Linked DNA regions of Mus musculus: all the other regions are linked to region 2. Evidence: chromatin contacts called from public ChIA-PET and HiChIP or PLAC-seq data. All regions are on one chromosome and are shown on one strand. The core of a region is the stretch at or near the end of the contact, and the rest is flanking DNA. Distances in the headings are between cores, read along the strand shown.

The links. HiChIP or PLAC-seq counts read pairs in DNA pulled down with a chosen protein or histone mark. ChIA-PET counts read pairs in DNA pulled down with a chosen protein or histone mark.
Region 1: a contact with region 2 is called in an RNA polymerase II ChIA-PET map of memory CD8 T cells, with 15 read pairs. The contact joins two enhancer-like sites. A contact is called at or near these places in 1 of 15 datasets of contacts at CTCF or cohesin (the NIH/3T3 cell line) and 2 of 115 datasets of contacts at active chromatin or transcription factors (memory CD8 T cells and pancreatic cancer cells).
Region 3: a BATF HiChIP or PLAC-seq map of CD8 T cells shows a contact between it and region 2, with 6 read pairs. The contact joins two enhancer-like sites. A contact is called at or near these places in 1 of 15 datasets of contacts at CTCF or cohesin (the NIH/3T3 cell line), 1 of 484 Hi-C or Micro-C datasets (cortical neurons) and 2 of 115 datasets of contacts at active chromatin or transcription factors (CD8 T cells and cardiomyocytes).
Region 4: a contact with region 2 is called in a CTCF HiChIP or PLAC-seq map of the NIH/3T3 cell line, with 12 read pairs. The contact joins two enhancer-like sites. A contact is called at or near these places in 1 of 15 datasets of contacts at CTCF or cohesin (the NIH/3T3 cell line), 1 of 484 Hi-C or Micro-C datasets (CD8 T cells) and 1 of 115 datasets of contacts at active chromatin or transcription factors (CD8 T cells).
Region 5: a contact with region 2 is called in a CTCF HiChIP or PLAC-seq map of the NIH/3T3 cell line, with 17 read pairs. The contact joins two enhancer-like sites. A contact is called at or near these places in 1 of 15 datasets of contacts at CTCF or cohesin (the NIH/3T3 cell line), 2 of 484 Hi-C or Micro-C datasets (bone marrow-derived macrophages and uterus) and 1 of 115 datasets of contacts at active chromatin or transcription factors (CD8 T cells).

Annotation. Positions count from the first base shown.
Region 1 is chr5:31,830,410-31,833,137 of GRCm38.p6, reverse strand. It overlaps Babam2 (BRISC and BRCA1 A complex member 2), which reads right to left. Exons shown (of 12, transcript NM_144541.1): 6 at 1,979-2,053. Among named protein-coding and RNA genes, the nearest start is that of Babam2, 130 kb to the right of the region's middle. Within about 2 kb of position 1,382, at least 38 of the 459 cell types and tissues checked have an H3K27ac peak or open chromatin away from gene starts, as enhancers often do. A contact at or near this core is called in memory CD8 T cells, where this site is marked.
Region 2 is chr5:31,983,168-31,985,867 of GRCm38.p6, reverse strand. All of the region lies in intron 7 of Babam2 (BRISC and BRCA1 A complex member 2), which reads right to left. The region is part of intron 1 of Gm52770 (a long non-coding RNA gene); the gene reads left to right. Among named protein-coding and RNA genes, the nearest start is that of Gm52770, 14 kb to the left of the region's middle. Within about 2 kb of position 1,422, at least 107 of the 459 cell types and tissues checked have an H3K27ac peak or open chromatin away from gene starts, as enhancers often do. A contact at or near this core is called in CD8 T cells, the NIH/3T3 cell line and memory CD8 T cells, where this site is marked.
Region 3 is chr5:31,731,435-31,734,134 of GRCm38.p6, reverse strand. The region is part of intron 3 of Babam2 (BRISC and BRCA1 A complex member 2); the gene reads right to left. Among named protein-coding and RNA genes, the nearest start is that of Babam2, 35 kb to the right of the region's middle. Within about 2 kb of position 1,399, at least 35 of the 459 cell types and tissues checked have an H3K27ac peak or open chromatin away from gene starts, as enhancers often do. A contact at or near this core is called in CD8 T cells, where this site is marked.
Region 4 is chr5:31,803,610-31,806,309 of GRCm38.p6, reverse strand. All of the region lies in intron 4 of Babam2 (BRISC and BRCA1 A complex member 2), which reads right to left. Among named protein-coding and RNA genes, the nearest start is that of Babam2, 110 kb to the right of the region's middle. Within about 2 kb of position 1,354, at least 24 of the 459 cell types and tissues checked have an H3K27ac peak or open chromatin away from gene starts, as enhancers often do. A contact at or near this core is called in the NIH/3T3 cell line, where this site is marked.
Region 5 is chr5:32,208,436-32,211,135 of GRCm38.p6, reverse strand. No RefSeq gene overlaps it. Among named protein-coding and RNA genes, the nearest start is that of Gm36783, 23 kb to the left of the region's middle. Within about 2 kb of position 1,360, at least 12 of the 459 cell types and tissues checked have an H3K27ac peak or open chromatin away from gene starts, as enhancers often do. A contact at or near this core is called in the NIH/3T3 cell line, where this site is marked.

The DNA.
Region 1 (2,728 bases), core at 133-2,632, 150 kb after region 2:
GACTTCAAATATCTAGTCTTACAAATAACTGCTAAACCATATTATGGAGTAATTATAACCCTCCTCCAACAAAGAACCTGTACACACTCAGTAGACGTCCATTTTTTTCCAAATATTTCATCTTTGTTTGGCTAAATTCATGGATTCAGACACAGAGCCTGTCACTACATGGTCAGATGTATATAATTACAAAATAATCTTTCTTTGTTGAAATACTATGATGAATAATCACACTTCAATGATTAGTGGCCTCTCTACTGTCCTATGGACCACAATTTCTCCCTACAAGCACATCAAATAGGGTAGAGAACTGAGCCTGAAAGAAACAGACTTGGAAGGTCAATCCACACGAACTGAAACCTGTGAAAGGGCGGGCTAGTGTGCTGCTGTGCAGACAGACTCCAGAAGCAGAGTGCATTTTTCCCTTTACTTTACCTGAGTTTGTGTTCAATTTCTAGCGCTTGAAAATAAAGAGTAGCAGCTAGAAAACTGTTTTTCTACTGATTGAGTTTTTACTTGAGTAATTCATTTATCTAAGCCCTTGACTTAGCTCAACCAAAGTAAAATTCAGGGTTTTAAGTTAGATATTATCATGTTAAGAGCCATTTCCACTTACAATAAAAAGTGAAATCATATCATAGAATATTTATTAAATCACACATCCTAACATCAAAAACTCCATTAGTAAGTGTATTTGTTATCATTGGTAATATGAACTTAAGAGTAGATGGTGAGTTACCTTCCATAATGCAATGAGGCTCACTGCTGCAAATCAGCAGGCTGTCTTATGCTATCTCAGTGCTCACAAGTTCTGCTTCACCAGCTAATTATTGGGCAAAGTGAGGCAACCTGCTATCATCATGACAAAGCATATGCTAACCCCAGGAGCTCAAAGAGTTAACTTTATTTGTATTCCAACAGAAACAGTTGCAGACCTAAGAATTAGGTGTTAGAACATCCAAATATAAGCAGCATGCCAAGGAGTTCCCAATGCAAATGCTCTTCAAAGAGCACAGCAAGTTTCTAGCCATTACTAGAGTCTGGCTGATATTACTAATTTCTTTTCCCTCAGCAGTTAAAATCCAATCAGTTCTGGAACAACATCAAATTAAGAAGGCAAAAATTTCAGCCTGGCAGTGGTGGTACATGCCTTTAATTCTAAAACTTGGGAGGCAGAGACAGGTGGATATCAGAGTTCCTGGCCAGCTAGGTCTACAAATTGAGTTCTAGGACAGCCAGGGCTACACAGAAAAGAAACCACAAAACAATACGGCAGAGACATTTAAAGATTAGACTGAAACTAAAGAAGGACAGGCTGAAAGAACTGAGGGCAGCCTGCCAAGTCTTAAATCCTCACCTGAGTAGGCTGGGCCTCTGCCTTAGCATTTCCTTTTCAGAACTTGCTCTCTGATCTATGTGGTTTCTTTCACTAGCCACAAGTAGTCTTTTGAAGACTACCTCTTCTCTATGGAGCATGTAAGGAACTCTTTCAAATAGCTGTTCCCTGGGCCTCTATCTCACTTTAACAAATGCTATATATACTGTTCTAATTAGTTTAATGAATCTCTGAGATAGCCCAACTTTGAAGGTACCTGAGTTCAGTTGCTGACATAAAGAAGTTGAAATGCCTTTTAAGCATTTTTAATATGTAGAATGCCTTGGACAAAATCTATGAGTCTTCCATCCCAGTAAGATTACTAAATCAAACTGATTTTCCCAAGTGTAATTTATTTACACTACTAATGTATAATCACCTTGAACAAAAACCTCACGCCTAAACAACTTTTAAGGTTAGTACAGTAGCTGAAGAAAACAATTCCAACGGATTTTCCTGCACTAAGCATCTTATTAGAATTCACTATCTGGAACAAAATAAGAAGAAACAAGGCATACAAATATTGAGCTAAACGATCACAGTATTCGTATTCTCTTATTTTATTCTGATTTGCATTCTCTTATTGATAATACATAGTTTTACCTTGAGAAGGTATGTGGGAATGTTGCTGAAATCTACTGGTAACTTCAATAGAAAACGAGCTGAAAATTCACCAGTCTGTAAGGAGAAAAAAGGATTAAAATATACAACAGATTGATAAGTAACAATTATGTCCAAGAAAAAATTCAATATACAGACAACTCCTATTAGGGTTTCCTAACACAAGACAGAAAAATAAGGTTGGAAAGTAGGATAGAATTAAAAAGAATCCTTAAACTATTAAAGGGGCACAGTTTTAATGAAAGAACTCTTCATTTTAATGCATGAAAACATTTTAAAGTAGTATTGGGTTTTTAAAAAAAATGAAAAGAATACATGAATGGATATTATTTCTCAAAAAAAAAAAACTGAAATAGGAAGAGACCACCTTGCCCCTGAGACTTATCTGCTTTCCTAAGCATTCATACCATCGTCCTGACTCTGTAACTTACCACCATGTATGCTGACATCCATTACAGGATGTGTGCAAGTCCATACAAAGACCAAACTTCCTCTAACGTGGAGCAATACATCAATATAAACCCAGGAAAGTTTCTAATCTCTTGAAAGTTCACAAATATTATCAATTAATATTTTCAGTAATTAGAAATTTAAAACACTTAAGCTATAAATAATAACTCCAGTTAATTGCTTTGTGTATGTGTGTATATGTGCATGAGTATGAATGTGTGTTTATGTGTGAGTGTGTGTGTGTGTGTGTGTGAATGTGTATGTATGTTTATGTGTGAGTGT
Region 2 (2,700 bases), core at 173-2,672:
GGCAGACTTTCTCTCCTGGTCTCTTATCATGCATAAATCATACATACACATAAGTGTATATGTAAGCACACACGCACATACACACACAAACACATCACACAGACACAAACCCATAGGTACATTAAAACTATTATATGAGATTAATTTCAGGCTCTGTGTATATGGTACATATGAAATATAAATAAATTTCCTGTTAGACTTGCATCCTATCTCAAATATAGACCTTTATGCATATGGAAATATTCTAAAATTTGAAAAACAAACCTGAAACACTCTAGTCCCAAACATTTCAGATAGAGGACACTCTACCTGTGTCAAATGACAATGTTGAACTTCCCAAATAAACATTCAAAGTCTATAAATGTCTGTATTCTTTTCCTCAAATAGTTACTATGGAAAGGAAGATTTTTAAGGGTGTTGGGGTTAGTAAACATTTTTGGTACAGTCAGTTAATAAATATTGCTCTTGCTGCTTTAGAAGATGTGTAAATGAATGTGCATGGCCATGCACCAACGCAACTTTATGACTACAGAAAATTGAATTCCATACAGTTTTTACAAGTTATGAAACATCATTCTTTAAATGCTTTTCTAACCAGAAAAATGCAAAGATTATTCAGAGCTGGTGGGCCACACGTTACCAGCCACTGGCTGGATCTGCCCAGTGCCTATAGCTTGTCTCTTGACTCAGAATGACTTGAGGGTTTTACAGAGGCTGGAAAAAAAAAAAAAAAAACCAAAACAGAAACATCCAGGAGGAAACACAGGCAAAAGCCTAAGATGAGGATGTTAGCAGAAACAAAAGCAGGCCCCTTTGTCAGGTGTCTTTGGTACCCCACTGGGGTAGTTAGTGTCATTCCTCTATCGACTTCTTTAGGCATTGGGTGAGGGGCACATCAGGCACTTCATGAACCGTGGGAGTTCTTACGATCGCATTAGATTGTAACTGTGCAAGAGCGAGCTATTTATATGATTCCGAACGAAGCTTGAGGCATATTCTGGTGTTTTTTACATCTATGTTAGGTGAAAAAGCTGCCTACAGAAGCCTGCCTCCCACCCAAAATACTAGCTGTTAGCTGCTGACTGATCCTCGGCAATATTAAGATGAATCATATATGCTCTTTTCTCAGTGCAAAAAGAGATAATTTTGAAACTCAAAAAATTTCACTTTGGGTAGTCACAAACCACACAGTAGAAAAGCTGTCCAGCCGTAAAGTTGTAAATAAATAGAACCCACTCCTGCGTGGACATCTTTTGCTTCTTTTAAACTGTGACGCTTTTTTAGGCCTCACCTCCTGCATGGTGTTGAAATGATAAAATGTTGCAAGCATGTTCCGTGCCTAGGCCGGAAGGCAGCCTTGGCTTCCCTTCTCTCTTCCCTGGCGCTCCACACCCTTGATCTACAGAACCCACACCCTTTCTCAGGCAGCTGCCTTTTCACCTACCCCAACCAGCCTGTGGCTTTCCTGGCTTGCCCTTGCTTGGTCTATAAGGTGCCAGCTGCTGGCAGAGCCTAGTCGTTTCCTATGACAGAAAAACTCTGTGTTTCTTTCTCCTTATTGTGTGGAGAAGCAGGTATTTTTGGCCTCAATTTCTAAGATCTGTTTTATTTCTCTTGTTACTAAGCAGGTCACTGCCACCCTCATTTTTTGCTGTGTCATCATTTTCCCACATTACCCTGTTTGGCACCGAGGGATGAACCACATCAAATGGAGGAATTGCAACCACACATTGCCTTGAGAAGGAAGCAAGGGAGACCTTAGGGTGTGTGTGTGTGTGTGTGTGTAATGACCATTTTGGGGGCTTGTTCTCCCATAATCAAATCCTGCCTATCTTAACAATGTGGTGGTGTGTCAAAGCATTGGAATTCTGCTTTACTCAGCAACCCAGAACTTTATAGGAAAATGAAGCAACAAAATGTTGGTCTTCCTGTTAACTTGTACTTAGCATGGGACTGTTTGTTTCCCTATGACATTCCAGTCAAATCTCCTAAGTTTCTGGAGCTCTGGGCTATCCACAGAGGCCCATGCAGTGTCCTGACATCCTTAGGCATGGTTCTTTTTTTACTTACTTATTGATGCCAGTGCCTAAACTCATTGGTTCATGTTTTTATTTAACAAACTATCACTTGTACTAAGTAGACAGTCTACCACTAAGCTAGATTCCCACTTTCTTCTAACCTGTCCCGAGAGAAACATCATGCATTAGAAGTGAAAGTCTTAAATCCAATAAACCAAAGAAGCAATTTGCTTGCAAACATTTTAGACACTGCTGGGGACCCAGATCAGTGGGAAGATACTTACCTAGCGAGTATGAACAAGTTTCTGGGTTCTTTAGGCTCTGTTAGGAAACCAAGCTAACCCAAAATGGCTCCATCTATGTTGCTAGCAGCAGTGCAGGTCTGGCTCTGGGACCCTTACAACATGTGAGAATCTGTAGTTAACACAGATGGGCCTGTATCAACTGACGTTTTGCCAGCTAACTAAAAACATGTGCCCAACAAGTAAAGCATCCGGGCACTAACGTAAGATGCCACAATCCCAACTGGGACGTTGAGAAGTCACATTTGATATCTTTAGGATACTGTGCTAGGGCTGATGTTTAATGACAGCTGGCTCGTGCTCATCAGCATGGAAAACAGCACTTAGAGGCGGAGCACGTGCAGTGATTTGATCTTTGTGACTAACATGGGCAATTAAGC
Region 3 (2,700 bases), core at 150-2,649, 250 kb after region 2:
GAACTGAACTTGCAGACAGCTGTGTGCTGCCTGACATGGGTTCTAGGGACCAAACTCAGGGTTCTCTACAAGAACAAAACAGTTTGTTTTCTTAACTGCTGAGCCATCTCTTCAACCTCTTGGCTAGTTTTAATTGCACCCTAGAGTCATCTGAGAGGAGCCTTGGCTGAGGAATTGCCTAGAAGGAGACTGGCCTGTGTGCATGCCTGTAGAGGACTGTCTTGATTATTAACTGATCCAGGAAGGCTTTGGTCACAGTGTTTTATCACAGCAATCGAAAGGAAACTAGAACAGTTCTCTCCTTCTAACCAGGTAGATTGCAGGGATTGAATTCAGGTTGTTAGGCTTGTCAGCAAGCACCTTTAACTGCTGAATCATCTCATTGGTCCCAGAAGTATTTTAGATCTCCAATTTTTGTTATTTGAAAGACTGTAACAGATACTGCAGTCATACAGTAAGAACAAGATATCTGAAAGGGAAACAAAAAGGAAGAAAGACCTTAAGAAAGATACCTAATTTTAATGGAGGTAATAAAAAAATGTTGGGCCAAGATACAGAAGAGAGAAGAACAAAAATCTGGGGAAGTTATTTGAGCCTGGTTTCCAATAACCTAAGCAAGTAGCCAGTTTCCTAAAAAACCATCCAGTAATGTACAGAATTGTTACTATTAGGCCCACAAAAGAAGGTAAAATCTAATGATATTTAATGCAGAAGCAGGCCTATCAAGCCACTGTGTAATTTATGAACAATGCCCTGGAAACAATTATAGACAACAAATTATTAATCTTAAGAATGCAAAGGGGAAAACAGAAGACACATAAAAACAGTGCAGGAAAATGCAAGAGAAAAAGAAAGAAGCAGAGGCTAATCTTATCCTGTGAAGTGTGAAGCCAAAAGACATTATCTGTGGTTCATAGGACTCCAGATAGATGAAATATCCATCACGACTGCACAGAGATCGTCCTAGCTGATAACAAAGCTGAGTCATGCACTTATCAAGAACTCTGGGGGACTGTTCATTGAATTGTATGATACAGTGTTAAAAGTGACCCTGGAGGGGAGGTATGGAAGGGGTTGTCATGGACTTGTTCCTTGGGAAAGTTTGTCTCTAACCTTTGTAAGGCCCTGAAATTTGATCCCCAGCACAAGAAAAAAGAACAAAGGTTTAAGCTACAAGGTAAAGAACTCGGGAACCAATAGCAGTGATGTGGTTTTATTAAAGAGGAAGAGAGAGGTAAGGGGGATGGTGAAAATAGGCTGATGCCCCTATAAGAGGGCAGGAAGTCAAAAGATAACATCTATAGCTGGCCAGTCAGGAAAGAGGCAGTGTAGTACTGAGAGAACTGGGAATCCTCAAAAGAACTAAACTGAAACCATTTCTTAAAACTATAATGGTTTACTCAGAAAAAAGGAGTAGGAGGGGGAAACATGGGACAGTGCTTCCTTCTGTGTGTAACCTCAGCACTATCTCCACTTCATCTACCAGTGACTTACTTGGATCATTTCTGTTCAATTTAGTTAGTAATTTCTTTTTGGAAAAAAAAAAAAAGTAGCAATCTAATCCTGTCACTATTTTGTACTTTTGTGGTTTCCTGAGAATGGTCTAATAATGCAAGGGTAACAAATGACCTTGGACTGAATGTCTCATTTAACGTTGCACTTGGTAAATTAATACAAAGCAATCTAGAGAGTATCGAGATGTGGTACCTCCCAGTTAATGATGGTAAAACACACAGTCACTACTCCAAAAAGAGTTTATCTACCCATTCCACCCATCATATTGTGTGTGTGTGTGTGTGTGTGTGTGTGTGTGTGTGTGTGTGTGTGTTCATCCTAAGCCCCAGGTACCTTCTTGTCTCTGTGTCCCCACACTGGAATTATAAGCATCTGCCCCTGCCAAGCCTTTCTCTGTGTAAATTTGGGGATTAAACCCAGGTCCTTTTACCTTGAAAGCACAGTATGGCTTGTGCCATCTCCCTCATCCATCCATCTGATCTTTAATAACCACATTTTTTATTCCTCTTTTTTACAAATAGGTAGATTTTAATACCCTGTTCACAAGGCTAGGTTTAAGAAAGAAAATGCCAAGTGCAATTACTGACACTAACAAAGCAAAGCTATTATCACTTTCACAGTAGGCAAGAGGTTCAGTGCTGTGATGGTGACAGAGAAGGGCTAATACAGCATAGACAGATGCTATGGATGCTGGCCTGCAGCCCAAGCATGTACCTCGTACACCATCCAGGCAGTGATGGAAGCCCACAGTGCAAAAACTCAGGCTACTCTTTACACAGACTCAATTTACCTGAATAACAAATATCCTTAATTTTGGAAAGATAGACAACATTTAAAACTGATTTAAAAAAAAAAAAAGATGTAAAATGGCTGACTTCCACTCTCTGAGTCAATAGAAGGAGTTTCCACAGAGACTGTGTGTTCTAAGAATCTGCCATACTCCATCTGCTTTCCTTACTTATATTATCACTCTGGTCCTTGCAGGCCATTAACATTTCTAACTCTTGTTCACATACCCCATGCCCAGAACACTAGAGTAAGGGCTAACAATGGGTTTTGACAGCAGTGGGGATATTAGCCATTCCTACCTTAAAAAAAACTATTACTAAGTAGGCATTTTAAGTGGTACATCTTTTTTCATTCTTACTTTTTTTTTTTTTTTTTTTTTTTACTTTATTGAGTGCA
Region 4 (2,700 bases), core at 105-2,604, 180 kb after region 2:
CTGTGCTAGCCATTTTCTCTCTTGCTTATGATAGAACATTGATAACTTAATCTGAGCAGACTTTAATGAGTTTGGGGGACTGGGAATGGGATAGAAGACAAACAAATGGTTAACTTTAAAGTTTTAATAATAAATTAGTTTTAAATAATAATTAAACTTACTGGAACAAGTTTTACACTTTGAAAATAAAACTGCCAAAGGAGTTAGCCAAGGTAAGCCTCAGGTCAACACTGAAAGCATCTTTAAATTCACAAAATTAAATGTGTTTTAAAACATGCCTTTAAGCACGCAAATTATAACAGTAACTACTCTTGTCAATTATTTTTATTTAAATATAATATTTGTATTATATATATTATATTTAAATATATTATATTGTATTAAATAAATGAGATTCTTTAAGAATCGCATACATATGATATATATTGATAATACTGTCACCCCTTAACTCCTACCTTTCTCCAGATCCAATCTCTACTCCCTTCAGACTTCCAGTCCTATTCTTTTTTGTTTGTTTGTTTGTTTGTTTGTTTGCCTTCATAATACATTGAACCCAGTTTATGTTGCCCTTATATTCATACGGATGGGTCACCTGCCAGATCACAGGGGACCTACCAGGGACTCCATGCTTAATTGGTCTACCCAGAAGCTACCAACCACCCCTCAGCTAGTGATCCATGTTGGAGTGCTAATTGGCTTGATCTTGTGTAGGTGACAAGAGAGGCTGCTGCACTCCCTGACCTCTAACCTCCCTCCCTGACCTCTGGCTTACAATCTATGTGCCTTCTCTTCCTCAATTGTTCCAGAGCCTTGGAAAGAAGGGTATGATAAAGATGTTCCAATTATGGCTGAGCAAAGAAATTATTTTAAATCATGTGAAGGAGGACTCCTTTGATTTTAGAAACAGACTAAAGATGTATAAGTACCCTCTTTTTGAGACAACAGACAGGCTCTTATTAAGTTAGTGGGGTTTGCTTAGGACTCACTCTGCAGCCCAGACAGCCCCTGAACTATAAGGTTACAGCCTCAGTCTCCTAAGTAGCTGAAATTATAGGCTGACACTGGGCCTAGCTATTCCATTTTAAATACTCTTAGTAATTAACTGCCCCTCTTTTAAAAATTCTATAATAATCCAGACTTTTACTTTTCAATCTGGCTTCTTCATAAATGTTCTTGAACCACATTCAAGAATATGTATTAAATGTGTTGAATGTTTTGCTTATAATACTATAATTCTTTGGAATTTTCAGAACTGCAACAACTTAAAAACAGCTTTTAACGAATGTATACAAGGTCTCCTGATTCACTGTCAGAGGCAGGCTCCGAAGCACTGTGCAGTGGAAGGATTGCATCAGACCAGGGCGGGGCGAGGCGAGCCCGCACTTTACTTCATAGGGTTAAATAGCTTGGCTTTCTAACGTTTGTGTGGGGGCTGCAGCTTGGCATAAAATTCTCAGCGGATGCAGATAATTCCTGGGGGGGGGATGTTTTTATAATAGCTAAGGTTTTTTGCTTTTAAAAATGTTAGAGAAAGCATACATTATATCCATGTTCAATTTTTATAATACATTTTTCTTGTTTATTGTGTTTATCTCTAAAGCTAACGCAAGAACAGCAAGCTAACCCACAAACATAGACTAATAAGTACAAAAGCTCACTTTCTCAATAGTTTAACTATAAGATCAAAAATCAAAGTAAGCTCCCCCAGTTCCAGCAGGAGAGAGGACTTTGCTGAGAGCAGGGCTGGAGGCTCCAGGGTTCGCTCCCCGCCGCCCTGACCACATTTGCCTCTGTGCTCACTGTTTGTACAGTGAGACTGATGCTTTCCCCATTCCTCACTTGATCTTCCACAAGGGAGCTAAAACCATCCAGTGGAAAAAAGACAGCATTTTCAACAAATGGTGCCGGCACAACTGGCGGTTATCATGTAGATTCGAATGCAAATTGATCCATTCCTATCTCCTTGTACTAAGGTCAATAGAACAGCAATGGCTTGTGCTGTGCTGTAAGATCGAGAATCGACAAATGGGACCTCATAAAATTGCAAAGCTTCTGTAAGGCAAAAGACACCATCAATAAGACAAAAAGGCCACCAACAGATTGGAAAAGGATCTTTACCTATCCTAAATCAGATAGGGGACTAATATTCAATATATATAAAGAACTCAAGAAGGTGGACTCCAGAAAATCAAATAACCCCATTAAAAAATGGGGCTCAGAGCTAAACAAAGAATTCTCAACTGAGGAATACCGAATGGCTGAGAAGCACTTGAAAAAATGTTCAGCATCCTTAATCATCAGGGAAATGCAAATCAAACAACCCTGAGATTCCACCTCACACCAGTCAAAATGGCTAAGATCAAAAATTCAGGTAACAGCAGGCGCTGGCAAAAACTGGAGAAAGAGGAACACTCCTCCATTGCTGGTGGGATTGCAAGCTGGTACAACTCTAGAAATCAGTCTGGCGGTTCCTCAGAAAATTGGACATAGTACTACCAGAGGATCCCCCAATACCTCTCCTGGGCATATACCCAGAAGATGTTCCAACCAGTAAGAAGGACACATGCTCCACTATGTTCATAGCAGCCTTATTTATAATAGCCAGAAGCTGGAAAGAACCCAGATGCCCCTCAACAGAGGAATGGATACAGAAAATGTGGTACATTTACACAATGGAGTACTACTCAGCTATTAAAAAGA
Region 5 (2,700 bases), core at 111-2,610, 230 kb before region 2:
AATTTAAAACATCTTTTACAAAATGTTTTTGAAAATAGTGCTGACATCATGGCTTGATGCACAGGATCCCTCTCATGTCCTAATCCTCTTTAGCTGGGGCTAGAAAGTGGAGGTGGAAGATTTCAGCTTAAACAAATGTAAATGAGGGCCAGTCCTGTTGCTCCAGAAGCAATGGGAAGTGAGGGAGAGAGGGGTCCACGGGCGAGTGCACAGTGCACAAGCCTGAGGACCTGAGTCTGGAGCCCTCATATCCATGTAAAAACCTTTGCTGTGTTCCAACCACAGCATTGCCTTGTGGAGGTGTGGACTGAAGGTTTTCTGGTCTGGTTGGTCAACCAGTCTAGCAGAAACAGCCAGATCCAAATTCAGTAAGTCCTTGTCTCAAGGGAAAAAAGAAAATTAACCGATAGGAGGATAGGAGATCAGGACACAATGTCCTCCTCTGGTCTTCATGCATGTACAGATACATGTAGACATACCTACATGTGCCTACACACACACACACACACACACACACACACCGAGAGAGAGAGAGAGAGAGAGAGAGAGAGAGAGAGAGAGAGAGAGAGAGAGAGAGAGAGAGAAAACATCAAACATTAAACCCTCTATATTTTAAAGTTAGCCCTTTTAGCTAGGTGTGATTATCACACCTTTAACCCCAACACTTAAGAGGTGGAGGAGGGTGTATCTCTGTGAGTCTGAGGCCAGCCTCTGTTTATATAGAGAATTCCAGGCCAGCGAGGACTATATAGTTAGATCTTGTCTAAAAAACAAACAAAACAAAATGGCCTTTATACAATTTTACAAAAAGTACATCAGCATTCTGAGAAAGTCTAATTGCTTTTAATACATGTTTAAAACTCTCATTAAAAAGCATAACATATCTGAAAACTATAAAAAAAAATTGAATGTTGTTTCCCCATGTTGGTGTTATCTTAATTTTATAATGTATATACATAATGAGTCAGATATTAAGACTTTTGAATGTTTAATCACTTATAATAAAATGCATTGCCTAGTAGCAGTGAATTACAGTTGAGCAACTTTATCATCCCAATAAAGAATGTAGCCCATCTCAACAATGACAAAATATTTTATCTTTTTAATTTACTTAGTTTGACTAGCAGAAAATAGCTTAGAGATTTTCTAAGCATTAACAAAATGATATCTTAGTAAAGTTTCTCCTTTTTAAATAACTTAGTGTCTGGGGGCAGGGCATCATTTGTGCCACAGCACACACGGGGGTCTTAGGACAACCAAAGGGACTGGAGATTAAATTTAGTAACCAGCATGCTAATCCACTGAGCTGTCTGCCAGCCCCATGTTCTGACAACTTAGTCACCTTTAACTGGAAGGTACTACTAGCTACCTCTCTTCTGAGTAAGACTTAATTACAAAGACTATTACATAAACAATAAGGTTACTCAGATCCTAAATGTTTCTGTTTGTAAAGATTGGAATTTCCTGTAATTCCATTATGACAAGGAAATTTGATGAGACTCTTTGATAAATATGTACACTCACTATTTTGTATGTATCAGAGACTTAGTAAAAATCTCCTGTTTGTCAATTCTATATGTGAGCATTCCTGGGGGTGGGGGTGGGGCAGGGACCCATAGCGATAAGAAATTCCCTTCAGAAGAGGATTTATAATTTACATGACTTAAGGGTATTTTAACTGATGTCACTGTGTTCTTAGCACCTCCCAAGAGTAACTTGACTCTTCAGAAAAATGAATAAAATTTAATTTCTTTATAAAATCTACTTTGGAAGAAAGTCCTTACCAAAGTCTACATAGCCAATACAAAATTCTGTAACTTAAAAAAAAAAAAAAAAAAAAAAAAAAAAAGGTAAGACTCAATGAATGCTATTTTACCTTTAAAAAAGAAAACCCACCCCTATTTTCAGTAAGGTATCTTAGACGCTTAGCATCCTTCTAAAATCTGGTGCTTTCAAAGCATTCTTAATGTTTTTATAAAGCATACTCAATAGATCCCTCAAAGACTTGTTTAGTGTGCCTGATTGTTTTGTTTCATTTTGTGTTTGTTTGTTTGTTTGTTTGTTTGTTTGTTTTAAGACAGGGTTTCTCTGTGTAGCCCTGGCTGTCCTGGGACTCTATAGACCCGGCTGACCTTGAACTCACAGAGATCCCCCTGCCTCTGCCTCCCAAGTACTGCCACCACACCTGGCTCATAATACCGTTTTAATAGGTTTTATGGAACTAACAGTACCTATATATATATATGAGGCAGTAAAGGTCTTTGAATAAATAAAACCTACTTTTAAAAACCCCTTGTTGTGAATTAATTTGTAATCTGTTAAGAAGTGTTGGGCTGCTTTATTCTCAACCTCAGCTTCCAAAACTAGCGTTTGAAAGCGCTGTGTCCTCAGTGCCAAGATCAACAGAGTGTGGGGAGCCCAGCCCAAGAGGATACATCTGCCTCCCATCCCCCTGCATCATAAGAGGGGATAGGAAGAAAGACTGCGAGAGCCAGGACACTGGGAAGTCTGCTGTGACATGCTCTCTCCTAGAAATGGCTGCGTCCACAAGACTAGAACTCTAGCGGTGTCAGTGGTCATGTTAACGCCGAAGGGGAAATAATGCTGTGGGGTCCCATCTCTGAACAGAGCTGCAGCCAACTTCAGACTGCTGAGAGAGGGGGACTGAGCCGCTCCCAGGGAGGAGCACCCAGCTTGCTT